Linked DNA regions of Mus musculus: regions 2, 3 and 4 are each linked to region 1. Evidence: chromatin contacts called from public HiChIP or PLAC-seq and Micro-C data. All regions are on one chromosome and are shown on one strand. The core of a region is the stretch at or near the end of the contact, and the rest is flanking DNA. Distances in the headings are between cores, read along the strand shown. Region 1 has its middle 9.3 kb from the start of Rbp7. Region 2 overlaps H6pd (hexose-6-phosphate dehydrogenase (glucose 1-dehydrogenase)). Region 3 overlaps Gm13067 (a long non-coding RNA gene). Region 4 overlaps H6pd (hexose-6-phosphate dehydrogenase (glucose 1-dehydrogenase)).

Region 1 (3,146 bases), core at 137-2,636:
CCTTGAGTTCCTTGCATAGACCTTGAGTCCTGTACTTCCTGGCTCACTATGTTGGGTTTTACATAAGTCTCTCCATACCTGGCAGTATAAATGTTCTTATTTATTTATTTCCTTATTTGGGGACAGTGTCTCTCTGTGTAGTCCTGGCTGTCCTGGAACTCTCTCTATAGACCAGGTTGGCCTCAAACTCACAGAAATCCACCTATCTCTGCCTCCCGAGTGCTGGGACTAAAGGCATGCGCCACTACACCCAACATTATGAATTTTCTTAATGTTCCCCATTTGGATTGTTCAAAGTGTCCAACATGGTCGATTTTATGTGGGTTTTTTTTTTTTTTTTTTTTTTTTGCTGTCTTCACTGCTCACCTGAACCCAGGGTCTCTGCATGCTAGCCAAGTGTGCTCCCATGGAGACAGCACATTTCCACTTTGGCAATACATCTCTAAGGCTTTATGCCACCCTATGTGTATTTCATTTGCACTTATTTATTTATTATTTGTGTGCACGTGTTAACACAGGTGTGGAGATCAGAGATGACCTTTGGGTCCTCTTTACAGGACTCTGTTCTCTCCTCCTATCACATGGATTCCAGATATCACAAACACAAGGCTTAGTGACAGGTGCCTTTGTGTGCTGTGTCATCTCCCTGACCCTGATATATGTATTTTTACCACAACTAAAAGAGAAAAAAAAAAAGCTGGGTGTGGTGGCCCATATATTTAATACCAGCAGTAGGGAGGCAGAGGCCAGTGGATCTCTATGAGTTACAGGAGAGGTCAGCCTGGTCTACATATTGAGTTCCAGGCCACAGCCACAAAGTGAGACCTTGTCTCCAACCCCCCTTAATCCCAGAAAGGATTTGTGTATGTGTGTGTATATATATGTGTGTGTGTGTGTACTAAGGCTAATTTTTAAACATTGTTTTTGTTTGCTTGCTTTTATTTAGTTTTTTTTTTTTAAGGCAAGATTTTCTCTATTCCTACTGGGTAGGAATAAGTAAAAATTAATTAAAACCAAGGACCAAGCGTCTTCTCGGCTTCCTCTCGGGTGTCCCCGTGTAGAACTGCAGGTCACCTCCCTAACCACAGACTTCCCATTGTTCTCCGGCTCCACAGCTCTCCTGCTCCCCTCGAGTCCAGGCTGAGGAGCTGGAATTCTTGATCCTCCCAGGAAAGCTGGCTCGGTTCAGATAACTTGCTGAAGCGGCGTCGCGAAAAGCCTCTTCTTTTATCCCTTAAAATCCGCCCTTTCTCCGTGTCATTACACCTTTGCACAGACAGCTCAGCCTGTGCTTTGGGGAAGGACCGAGCCTCCTCCGCGCCCCGCGGCTCTCCGCAGTCCTCATCCGACACGTGGCAGCCCTTCTCAGCTCTGCACAGCGAGGTCCTGCAGCCTCCCCCTGGTGGACGCTTCGAGTTGAAACTCAAAGTGGCCATTCGTTCCAGTCTGCGCCCCGTCAGGCCCGCCAGCTGGCGCCAGCCTGCAGAGAAGCAGCGGGAGCCATGGGAGGGAAGTTGCATCCAGCGCGCCTGGTGCAGCTGTCACGTCATTGCCTCCACGGAAGTCCTTCCTTTGGCTCCTCAAAGTGTTCGGTTATTTCCGGCATAAACTGTGGGGCTTAGGCCTCAGACTCTTGAATCCTAGTTTGTCTGATGTTCCCCTAAATCTTTACTGAGTCCACTGAGGCAGGATAGAAAGAAAAACCATCCTGATGTGGGAGATAAAAGGAGTCCCTAGTTGAAACCTCATCTTCTAGAGCCGCAGCACAATTAGCATTTGCTGTGAAGGTGGCCAACATAAGGTTATATATATTTTTTTTCCACAAAAAAATGTTAAAATATCAATGAATTGGGCTTAAAGCCTAAGGGTTACACTGTTTCTATGTTGGCCACCTGGCAAGGAATGTTAATTGTGTTTAGACTCCTGATGCTGTGATTTCAACCGGGATTCAGAATGCTGTCCCCACATCTGGGTGGTCCCACGCTTGAAAACCACGCTTGGCTCCCCGCCATCCCTCGATCTATTTATTCCATGGCTGAGCAGCCCCGCCCCTTCGCGGAGCTGCAGCCTCACTTCCGGCTTCCAACACATTGCTCTCTCCCAGTGGGCTTCCTCCTCCTTCAGCTGCTGGAGGCCGAATAGGTCATCTTACCACAGTCCTCACCTTGCATCCTGCTTGCCTTTCTCTCTAGTTATCTTGAACTGCGGATTCTTCATCTAAAATGGTTGTTTCTGCTCCAGACGGAGTTCTTAAGTGTTAAGGGGACTTGCCCTAGGGCTTTCTACCTGGACCTTCTTATCTGCATCTCCAAGAGTCTCCCCCACCAACAGTTCTACCTCCTCTCTGATCACGCAGATTCCCTAAGGCCTAGATTCCTTTTACTGTTGTGGAAAAATACCCTGAGGATAGCAAGGTAAAGGAGGAAGGCTTCATGCTGACTCACAGTCCCAGGTTACAGCCCTTCAAAGCCTGGAGTCTCCCAGCAGGGACTTAAGGACCTTTTGTTCAGTCCAGGCAATGGTGTCTCCCAGTTAAGGGCCCTCTGGTCTCCTCTCCTCAATTAACTAAATCTAGATAATCCCTCAGAGGCATGCCCAGAGCTTGTCTTGGGCTAGTCTAGCTCCTGTTAAATTGATACCCAACCTACATACATTCTTAGTGTGACCTTCCTTACTGTGCACTCACTGATAAGTGGATATTACCCCAGAAACTTAGAATACCCCAGATACAATTTGCAAAACACAAGAAAATCAAGAAGAATGAAGACCAAAGTGTGGATACTTCATTCCTCCTTAGAATAGGGAACAAAACACCTATGGAAGGAGTTACAGAGACAAAGTTTGGAGCTAAGACGAAAGGATAGACCATCCAGAGACTACCCCACCCCGGGAGTCCATTCCATAATCAGTCACCAAACCCAGACACTATTGCATATGCCAGCAAGATTTTGTTGAAAGGAACCTGATATAGCTGTCTCTTGTGAGGCTATGCCAGTGCCTGGCAAATACAGAAATGGATACTCACAGTCATCTATAGGAAGGAACAACAGGGCCCTCAATGGAGGAGCTAGAGAAAGGAGAAGCTAGAGAAAGTACCCAAGGAGCTGAAGGGGTCTGCAACCCTATAGGTGGAACAACAATATGAA
Region 2 (2,816 bases), core at 8-2,507, 530 kb after region 1:
CCAGTTCCAGGGCATCTGATACCCTCACACAGACACATAGGCAGGCAAACATGCACATAAAAATTTTAAAATCATTTAAAAAAAAAAAGAAGAAGAAGCAAGAAATTAACAAGATGGGACTACTTAAAGTGCAGTTACCAGGAACATTTGCCTGGAATTAGAAATCAGGATCTAGCCTGGAGATGCTAACTGGCATGTCGCCCCAAGGAGGACAACTTCTGCCATTTGTATGCCCCTGTGTCCTTCCCATAGTGGACTCACAGGCCTACCCAAGGAACCTGACTCAGCCATGTGAGCCCTTCATGGGTCCCCTGGAAAGGAACAGGCCCCACAGGGTGCTGGCATGGCTTCTAGAATCTAACATACAGTTTCTGGACAACACTGGACATTTTCCCAGTTTCAAATCTTCAGTCACTAAGGCCCTGCCACGTGGCACACTGGGCTATTGGCAGGACAAGGTGTGCCTGTGCATAGCATTTAGCATCTGCCCATCAGTGGGGAGACCACAGAGCCACCAGGCAAGGTGCAGACTTTTGCTTCCATTGTTTCAACAGGGAGTGAGCAGGGTGCAGTTAGAAGATCCCAGGCGGGGTCAGAGCCAGCCCAGGGTTACGGCCTGCAGGCCAGTGCTAAGCCACAGCTACAGGGACCCTAAGGGAGCCAGAAGTGAATCCAGGGAGGGAAGGCTGTGTCCCAGACACAGTGACCACATGTCCCTCTTCCCTTCCCCAGGAACCTGGACACCTTGTCCTGTCTTCCCAGCCTCAGATCCCCACTTCCAGACAGGCAGGAGGCTGGCAAAGGCTGTATTCGTCACACTGTTTATCAACTCAATGTTAAGTGGTTTGCAAGCAACAATTTTTTAATGAAAATTTTTAAAAAAATAGAGGGTATCCCAGGTCTTAAGGCTGAGAGCTCCTTCCTGAGACAGATTCGTACACAGATGTGACTGATTGGTAAAGCCCTGCTGGCTGTGGATGATGGTTCAGAAAGTCTGAAGAGCAGCATCTTCCGTGGTCCTGGCTCTGAACATCACTCCTTCCTAACCCGGGGCAGAAAGGGAAAGGGCACACACAGGTGCATGCCAGAGAACACAGACAATGTCCCCCACCAACCTTTCCAATGAAATTTTATTTGTGCTTGCTTCCGGAAAGGAGATCTTTGGTATTTCCCCCACACTGGCCTCCCCTGTGCAGAGACTCCCCACAGACAGAGGCGAGTCATTCATCTGGATAAGAACGGGACATTCTAGGCTCAGGCTGGGCAGTGACTCACCGTTATTCAGAATGGTGACACAGAGCCTGGGCACCCTCTCTCCTGAGGCATGCAAGGCCCCTTGCTCTCTGATGTTGCAACTGCAGAAGGCCGAGTCCCTAAGAACTGATGAAAACGCACTGGGCTAAGACGCCTGAGAGGCAGTGAGCAAGAAAAGCGAAGAAAAGACGTTTGGCACTAAAACCCGCCTCCTGGGTGGAATGTGAGTGGTGGCACGTGGGCTCCCCCACATGGCTAAAGGTGGAACTTCACCTGCGACTACCTGCATCCAAGCCTGAGCAAAGCAGGCCAGGAAAGGACCCCAGGGCGTTCCTCTTTTCTGCCAAGGAATAGAGGTGTTCTGTCAGTCTGGGTCACTGGAGGTCAGAGTAAGCAGAATTTCAACAAGAGTGCCTTTCATACAGAGCCCTCAGCTCAGGCTACACTCTATGCACACATCTCTAGTGAAAGCAAGAATTCTTTTCCATGTGCTGTCTGGGAGAAAGTACAATCAAATAAAAGGAGAGAAACAGATTTCCTGACGCTCCTCATCACAGGAAACCTCTCTATGGGAAAATTCTGAAAGACACGGAGACTCTGTGACTGACACATAGGTAACTGTGAGGACGGGCCATCCTAACCCTTCTGGGCCTTCCCTTGTTCACATGACTCAGCAGGAGGCCTAAATGAAAACTGTATGTGCCCTGAAATGTTTATGTTGTTGGCCCTGGAGGGGACTGAAGTTAGGAGCTGCCTGTAGTGTTCCCAGTGGTACCAGGTTCGTCAGTAAGAATGGTGGAGATGCCCGGCAGAGGAGGGGCTGCTGCCAGACTTGAAGCCAGAGAGAGGTAGTGTGAGGAGGGCTAGCTGCAGTCTGCCCTGATGCTGGCAATTGGCCACATAAGCCCTAGAAAGAGGCTGTGATCTGGAGTCACCCCCGACCCAGGAGCAGACAGAGCCCTCCCGTCTAGATAGATCAGAGATGCCCGACAGCCCAATGACAGCATAACAGTTCTTAGTGGGAAAGGGAGCCCCGGTCTCTAGATCTGGGGGAACTTCTGACGTGGCAGTGTCTGTGTCTGTAGAGAGGGAGAGGCTGAGGGGTAATGGGGAATACTGAGGACAGTGGGTGTCCTCCCAGAGTAGACAGAAGCTGCCCGGAGGAGCGCTGGATCTCAGCTAGGTGCACAGAGGGATGATGGGATACCAGAAGAGGCAAGGCGCCCGGTGCAGGCTCAGGATTGTGTCTACTCTGCTGGCCTGGCTCAGAGCAAGACATTCACCAGGAGTCTCTGCACCCTGCTCCCCATCAACACTGGCCCCTCTTTCCACAGAAACCAGTTTGAAGATCGCAGGCCAGTCTTGGCAGGCCACTTTGGTTCTTTAGCGTGGAGCCTTCGCCCAGTCTTACTGTGTGTTGTAGCTACTGGTGTGTAACTGCTGGAGGCCTTAGTCCCTCTCCTATCTGGGTTTTGAGGCCAGAGCTCTACCTTGTTTCCATGTGCAGGCACCGAAATTCCCGAGAACCAGTGGGTCCAGGAAGTCGGCACAGAGTTTTGTCC
Region 3 (3,018 bases), core at 172-2,671, 600 kb after region 1:
ACCTTGCAATGGCTGGGCCTGCCTGGTAGAGCTGTTCATCTGTGCCTGCCATGGGCTCACTCTAGGTCTCTTGAGACCTCCCAGATACTACAAGTCTGGGGAAAGAGAATGCACAGGCTCATGCCCAGACATTTCCTTCTGCAAAACGGGGAGGTGAGGCCACTGCCCAAGGGTCCTTGCATGCTGGGCCAGTGTTTGCCTCTCTCTTCCTCAGAAGAACTCCCTTTCCCTTCCGTGTTGGAGGAATCGAGTCTCTCCCTCTTGATGCAGAGAATTTTGCTCTGGTGACCCAGGACCGCTTCAGTCTCACGGCTGTGCTTGGCGCTCACTCTCACGGGGACCCTGCTGAAGTGTGAATTCCAAGCGCGTGGAGGACTGGAGATGACGTGCACGGGTGTGAGTTTGCAGCTGATGAAGGGATTTCTGACATATAACTAACCACCCAGGACGGAGACATAGAGCCTGTGTCACAATGGAGCCGAGGGCAGTTTGTCTCTGGAGCATCCTGGCTGAGCCGGAGATCCATACTAGCAGGGGACATAATCATAGGTGGAGTCCCCTTTCCCACAGGGCAAGGTGGTCTTCAGGGCTGTGCACACCGAGCCTCTCTACTAACCCACAAGGGGGTCCTGTGCCGGCTGCCCTGGATAGAGAAGAAAGCGTGAGAAATGGGAGGCGCGTGCCTGGCTCGCTGCCCAGGCTCCTCCCTGCAGCTCTCTGCTCGGTACTTCAGTCTAAGTTTGTACAAAAGCCCTGCCCCACTCGAGGTCTCTTGCCCTGCGCTCCCGGCTCAAGAGCGCCATGCGCCCAGCAAGTCTCCCTCACTCCTGGGACCGGCTCACCGAGTTTTAAGACCTACGGAGCTGGGTCGACACAAAATCCCGCAGCGCCACAACTTGGAGACACGGTGAGTTGGAGAAAGGACACAGGGCCACGGCAGGGTGCTTGTTCCTGGCATGAAAACCTGGGGCTACGAGGGACACCCGAAACACTCTGAGGTGGCAATGGCTCAGAGAAGACGCTTCCATATTTAAGTGATCTGGACGTGGAACTTTTCTGACCTCTCCCTAGGGCGCTATCCTGCGGGCTGAGTAGCGTGTTGCGTGTCCCTGTGGTTTCTATTTGCTTGTTATAGGCCCACTCAGGTTTCGGTCTCATTGCGGAGAGGCGAGGGGGTACCCGGAAGAATCGCGATGGCCCGGGGTGCATGCATCAGCCTTAGGGTGGTGCGCCCTGAAACTAGGCAGCGAGCGAGACAAGGGACGCTGCGCAAACTCTGAGCTCTCGCTGGGGGAAGAGCGGACCCGGGCAGAGCAGAGGCGGAGGTGCGGGACCCAATGTCTGCAACCTGCGCGATAGGACCCCGGCCTGGCTGCTCGGTGCCCTTACGGTGTCCGGCCACCTCCCCCTACCCCTCCCTATTCCCCGCCTGGCCAACGCATAGACCAGCGTGACCCGGGCGTCCGCAGTGCTCGCTGGCACCGCCCTCACGCGCCCGGCCTTTCGCCCACCTTGACCCACTTTTTCTTCCCAGGTGACAGAGATGTGGCCATACCGACCATTTAAAGCGATTCCAACTCCGGCGAAGCCTGGCTGGAAAGACGCGGCTTCCATCCCGGCAGCCTGGAGGAGGATCGAGCAGGGGCTGTGCCTGGGCTTGCCTGGACTTGTTCAGAGAAGGGCTGCTCCCCTCGGTAACTGCACAGATTGGGGGCTTTGGGAGACGTTGCCAGAACCTGGAAGCCACGGCCGGGGGCTACTGGGGCCCGGGGTCTGCGCACCTGCTCGCCGTGGAGCCCAGGTAAACACTGAGCCGGTGTGCTTGTCTGTGGGAAAGTGTGCGAAGGAGTCGGGAACTAGGCCGAGTACTTGAGTGGTAATTACAGAGAACTGCTGGGTTGTGCAGCCCTGGGAAGGCGAAGAATTTCCAAGAAGTAACAAAATGTCCTTTGATATCATCATCTCTGGAGAGAAAGGGTTCCTTTGGGGGAGTTTTGCTTGGGCCGATTTTTTTCTTCTTTGATCTTTGTTGGGCGTGAAGAAGGCTCTGACGCCTTTGGGCTGTGCTCACCAATCTGGGAGTTGGGCTAAAGCTGACGACTCCCAGGTCCTCTTTCCCACCCATAAATGGGGGCACTGACCCTGCCACCCAGACTTGTACTGAGAAATTTATTAGGCAGGAAAAAAAAGTGCTTGGGTCACTAAAGCTGTGTTCTGAAAGTGTGTGTGTGTGTGTGTGTGTGTGTGTGTGTGTGTGTGTGTGTGACAATGTAGTGTGTAGCCCAAGCTAGTCTTGAGCTCAAGGCATTTCCCGCCTCAGCCTCCTGCACATAGATTCCTATTCTAACGTTGAAGCAGAGGGGTTTCCCCCGGGGTGGGTGAGAGTGCCCCTGCTGGCAGGGGCTCTGCCTAGCCTGAAAGCTTTATTGTACTCCGTGTAGCAGGGGCCAACCCAGGTCCGTCCGAGTCCCGTCCCGTCCCCCCCCCCCCCCCCCCAAGGCAGCTCAAGGACAAGTTTATTAGGATGTGAGAGAAAACAACGTGTCAGGCAAGCAGCACGTGTTGCCGAGGGCCCTGGGAAGAGGACACGGGAGAGAAGAAGAGAAAGCCATGCCTTTTGCAATGGAGGTGGGCAAGCAGCTGTGTGGCAGGGGTGGAAGATTTCAGAGAAAGAGTGCAAGAAGGCCCAGGGTGCCAGAAAGCAGGCTTGAGCCGCAGTCAGTAACCAAGAGAAAAGGTGACCAAGAAAGAGGAGGTGTGAGTTGGGACTCAGAAAGCAGAGCAGGCAGAGCCTGCAGGGCCATCCATGCTCAGAAGCCTTGTGAGATGGAGGAAGCTCGCTCGCTCTCTCTGGCTGCTTGGAGGGAGGTGTTTCCAGGAAGGACGAGGGCATCCTTTCATCAAGGGGATAATTATTTCTCTTTCTTCTTGGCCTGTCTTCAGGAGAATCCAGTTTCCTGGATGTGGGAGGGGCAGGGGTAGACTTCTGGCTGGGTGATTGGCAGGCCCCACTGGATT
Region 4 (2,764 bases), core at 68-2,567, 550 kb after region 1:
CTCCTGTTTCCCAGGCTTTGGTGAACACTGCTTTCCTTATTCAGTTCTAAGCTGTTATCAGCCTTTTGCCTCAAGACAGCATTCAAGATGAAAAAAAAATATTTTTATTTTAAAAAGGCAGACAGGTAAGGGATTTGAAAAGCTAATTCTAAGTCCCACAACATTCCCGAATGAAAGCCATAGCCACACATCAGAGTCCCTGGACCACTTCTGTGGAGAAGGCAGATCAACATGGAGGACTCAGAGTACATACCCTCTCACTGGGAAGCCCAGATGAGGATATAGAGACTGGTCCTGCCTGCTATTCCACCCATTTCCTCAACTTCTACCTTTCCGGTCTTCCTTCAGGAAGACCATGGAGGCCGAGGGTTCCTAACACTCTCCAGCTCAGTTTTCCATTCGGCAGTGAGTTCCTCGTGACTGAGCCATGGTACACCACCTAGCACAGCCATGCCAGGCTCCAAGCTGCAGCTCACCTGCTTGCCGAGGTAATGATCCACACGGTACATCTCCTCCTCCTGGAAAAAGCTCCCAAGTTCTGAAGCCAGCTGCTGGGCTGAGAGGTGGTCATGGCCAAAGGGTTTTTCAAAAACAACCCGTAGCCAGGCACCTGGGTGTGGTCGGCAGCTGCTGTTGATGTTACGGGCAATGTCTGCGTAGGCAAAGGGCGGCACACTGAAGTAGAAGATCCTGCCTGCCTCCCAGAGCCCATCCTGCTGGACCTGGGTCTCAATATCCTTGTTGAGGGTCTGATAGTCCTCCACTGTCTTCAGCTGGCGGTATTGGCTCAGCTGTAGAAACTGACCCTTGAGTTCATCACAGCGACTGGGTACCAAGTCCTTGGGACAGGAGAGGGATTCCAAGACCTTGTCCATGAGCTTCTGGCCTTGCTGGGGGGCTGTCAGGGCAGCACCGTGGAAGCTGAAACTGTGGCCCTTCCCAGCCTCATCCAGGTATAGCTGAAACAGTCCCTGCCACAGGTACTTTTTAGCTAGGTCCCCGGTTGCTCCCAGCAGGATTATGGAAACATGACCCTTGAGTTCCTGCGCCTGTAGGCAGCCCAGAAGGGCCAAGCACATTGCCGCTAGGAGCATCTTCCAAATGCCTGTGTGCCTGGGAAGAGCAGACAAGGAACAAGGAAGAATCAGACATGGGTCAGGAGGCTATGATGTAGAAGGAACATAGCTAGGACATCAAACATTTCCTGCCTGGCAAGAAACGGTCACTTGTTTCTCAGGAAAATGTTACAGTCCCACAGCAATCCCCTCCCTCCTGAGCAGTCTGTCTTCCGTGCCAAAAGTATGTCGGGAGCTTGCTCTGCAAACAGGAATTGTGCCTGGGAAAGTCCTAGGCCACTGAGTGGAACCAGCGCAGTCTGCCACTCTGAGCATTGGAGAATGGCATGAATCACCAGGGAGGTCCATGGTGATGAGAGAGCAGTCTTCACAACCACAGCCAGTCCCAGCCATGTGCACAGGCTAACAGGATGGCAGAAGAACCCTAGCCCAGGGACAGTCGCAGGTACCCTTCCAGCCAATGGCTGGAGTGTGAGAGGACACGGCCGTCTTCTCTCACACATGACTCAGCTTTTGTTCATGTCTGCTGGACATCATGCAAAAGTCACAACTAATAGTGACTCCGGGACAGCACCTAAGACCAGACTGTGGGGGCCAGCGAGATGGTTCAGTATGAAAGCACAGCTGTCCCAACCCAATGATCTAAGGATTCCTGGGACCCTGCAATTTGTCCTCTGACCTCCTCCCTGTATATGTGCATGCACATGCACACACATACATACACAGATTAACGTAATAGGAAAGGAATAGACTTTGGGGCTAGGATGTGGCTCAGCAGGAACCTGGTATTGGGACATGCACAAGGGTACTGGGACCCACTCCCAGAACAGTAAGAAAAAAAAAAAGCTGCGTGGTGCGCAACAGTAAACCTAGCATTTTGGAGGCTAAAGCAGAAGGACAGGCACACGTTCAAGGCCAGTCTGGCTACAGAGTGAATTTAAGGCCAGTAAGGATTACATAGCAAAGCCTTTTCTCAGAAAACAAACAACAGGGTCTGGGGAGATGGCTCAGTAGTTAAATCACTGGCTACTCTTGCAGAAGATCCGAGTTCTGGCCCCATCACCCACACAGTGGCTCACAACCATCTATAACTTCTGTTCCAGTGGCTCTGCCCTCCAAGGGAAAAATACATACAGGCAAAAAAAAATTCATAAAATTAAAAATAAATAAATCCCTTTAAAACAAGAAACAAGTCCAGTGTGGCAGGGCACGCCTTTGATCCCAGCATTCCAGAGGCAGAGACAGGCAGATCCTCGAGTTCGAGCCCAGTCTGGTCTACAGAGCAGGCGTTCCAGGACAGCCAGAAAGAAACACTATCTGAAATACCGCCTCCACAGAAACAACAAACAAACAAACAAACGAAAGACCATGTGGCCTTGTGCCTGAGTGTGAACCCCAGATCAGCTCCTTAATAACCGGACAATTATTTAACCTGGCCACACCCGTTTCTTATAAAATGGGTGCTGTCGTGGTACCTCCATCCCAGGCTTGTTCCAAGAATAAAATAACTTCACCTTTATATGATGCTTAGGGCAGTACCTGCTGCCTGTTAGCTCCTGTTTACAGAACAGCTGATAGCAGGGCGTAAAAATGATACTTCTATGTACCAATCACAAAACCAAACACCGTCTGATTTCACCTGAAGACCCACCCAAGCCAGTTTAACTGCAATCCCCTTCACACAGTCT

What was found. A called contact is a pair of places that touch in the nucleus more often than the background predicts. HiChIP or PLAC-seq counts read pairs in DNA pulled down with a chosen protein or histone mark.
Region 2: a contact with region 1 is called in an HNF4G HiChIP or PLAC-seq map of pancreatic cancer cells. The contact joins two enhancer-like sites.
Region 3: a contact with region 1 is called in a Micro-C map of the G1E-ER4 cell line, with 5 times the contacts expected there. The contact joins two enhancer-like sites. A contact is called at or near these places in 2 of 484 Hi-C or Micro-C datasets (both in the G1E-ER4 cell line) and 1 of 115 datasets of contacts at active chromatin or transcription factors (large pre-B cells).
Region 4: a contact with region 1 is called in a FOXA1 HiChIP or PLAC-seq map of pancreatic cancer cells. The contact joins two enhancer-like sites.

What each region holds. Positions count from the first base shown.
Region 1 is chr4:149,444,050-149,447,195 of GRCm38.p6, forward strand. No RefSeq gene overlaps it. Among named protein-coding and RNA genes, the nearest start is that of Rbp7, 9.3 kb to the right of the region's middle. Within about 2 kb of position 1,387, at least 258 of the 459 cell types and tissues checked have an H3K27ac peak or open chromatin away from gene starts, as enhancers often do. A contact at or near this core is called in the G1E-ER4 cell line and pancreatic cancer cells, where this site is marked.
Region 2 is chr4:149,978,639-149,981,454 of GRCm38.p6, forward strand. H6pd (hexose-6-phosphate dehydrogenase (glucose 1-dehydrogenase)) reads right to left here. Exons shown (of 5, transcript NM_001291004.1): 5 at 836-2,816. Among named protein-coding and RNA genes, the nearest start is that of H6pd, 23 kb to the right of the region's middle. Within about 2 kb of position 1,258, at least 206 of the 459 cell types and tissues checked have an H3K27ac peak or open chromatin away from gene starts, as enhancers often do. A contact at or near this core is called in pancreatic cancer cells, where this site is marked.
Region 3 is chr4:150,047,465-150,050,482 of GRCm38.p6, forward strand. Gm13067 (a long non-coding RNA gene) reads left to right here. Exons shown (of 7, transcript XR_390962.2): 6 at 215-1,801. Among named protein-coding and RNA genes, the nearest start is that of Mir34a, 19 kb to the right of the region's middle. Within about 2 kb of position 1,422, at least 185 of the 459 cell types and tissues checked have an H3K27ac peak or open chromatin away from gene starts, as enhancers often do. A contact at or near this core is called in the G1E-ER4 cell line, where this site is marked.
Region 4 is chr4:149,995,269-149,998,032 of GRCm38.p6, forward strand. It overlaps H6pd (hexose-6-phosphate dehydrogenase (glucose 1-dehydrogenase)), which reads right to left. Exons shown (of 5, transcript NM_001291004.1): 2 at 477-1,113. The coding sequence starts at 1,094. Among named protein-coding and RNA genes, the nearest start is that of H6pd, 6.6 kb to the right of the region's middle. Within about 2 kb of position 1,318, at least 31 of the 459 cell types and tissues checked have an H3K27ac peak or open chromatin away from gene starts, as enhancers often do. A contact at or near this core is called in pancreatic cancer cells, where this site is marked.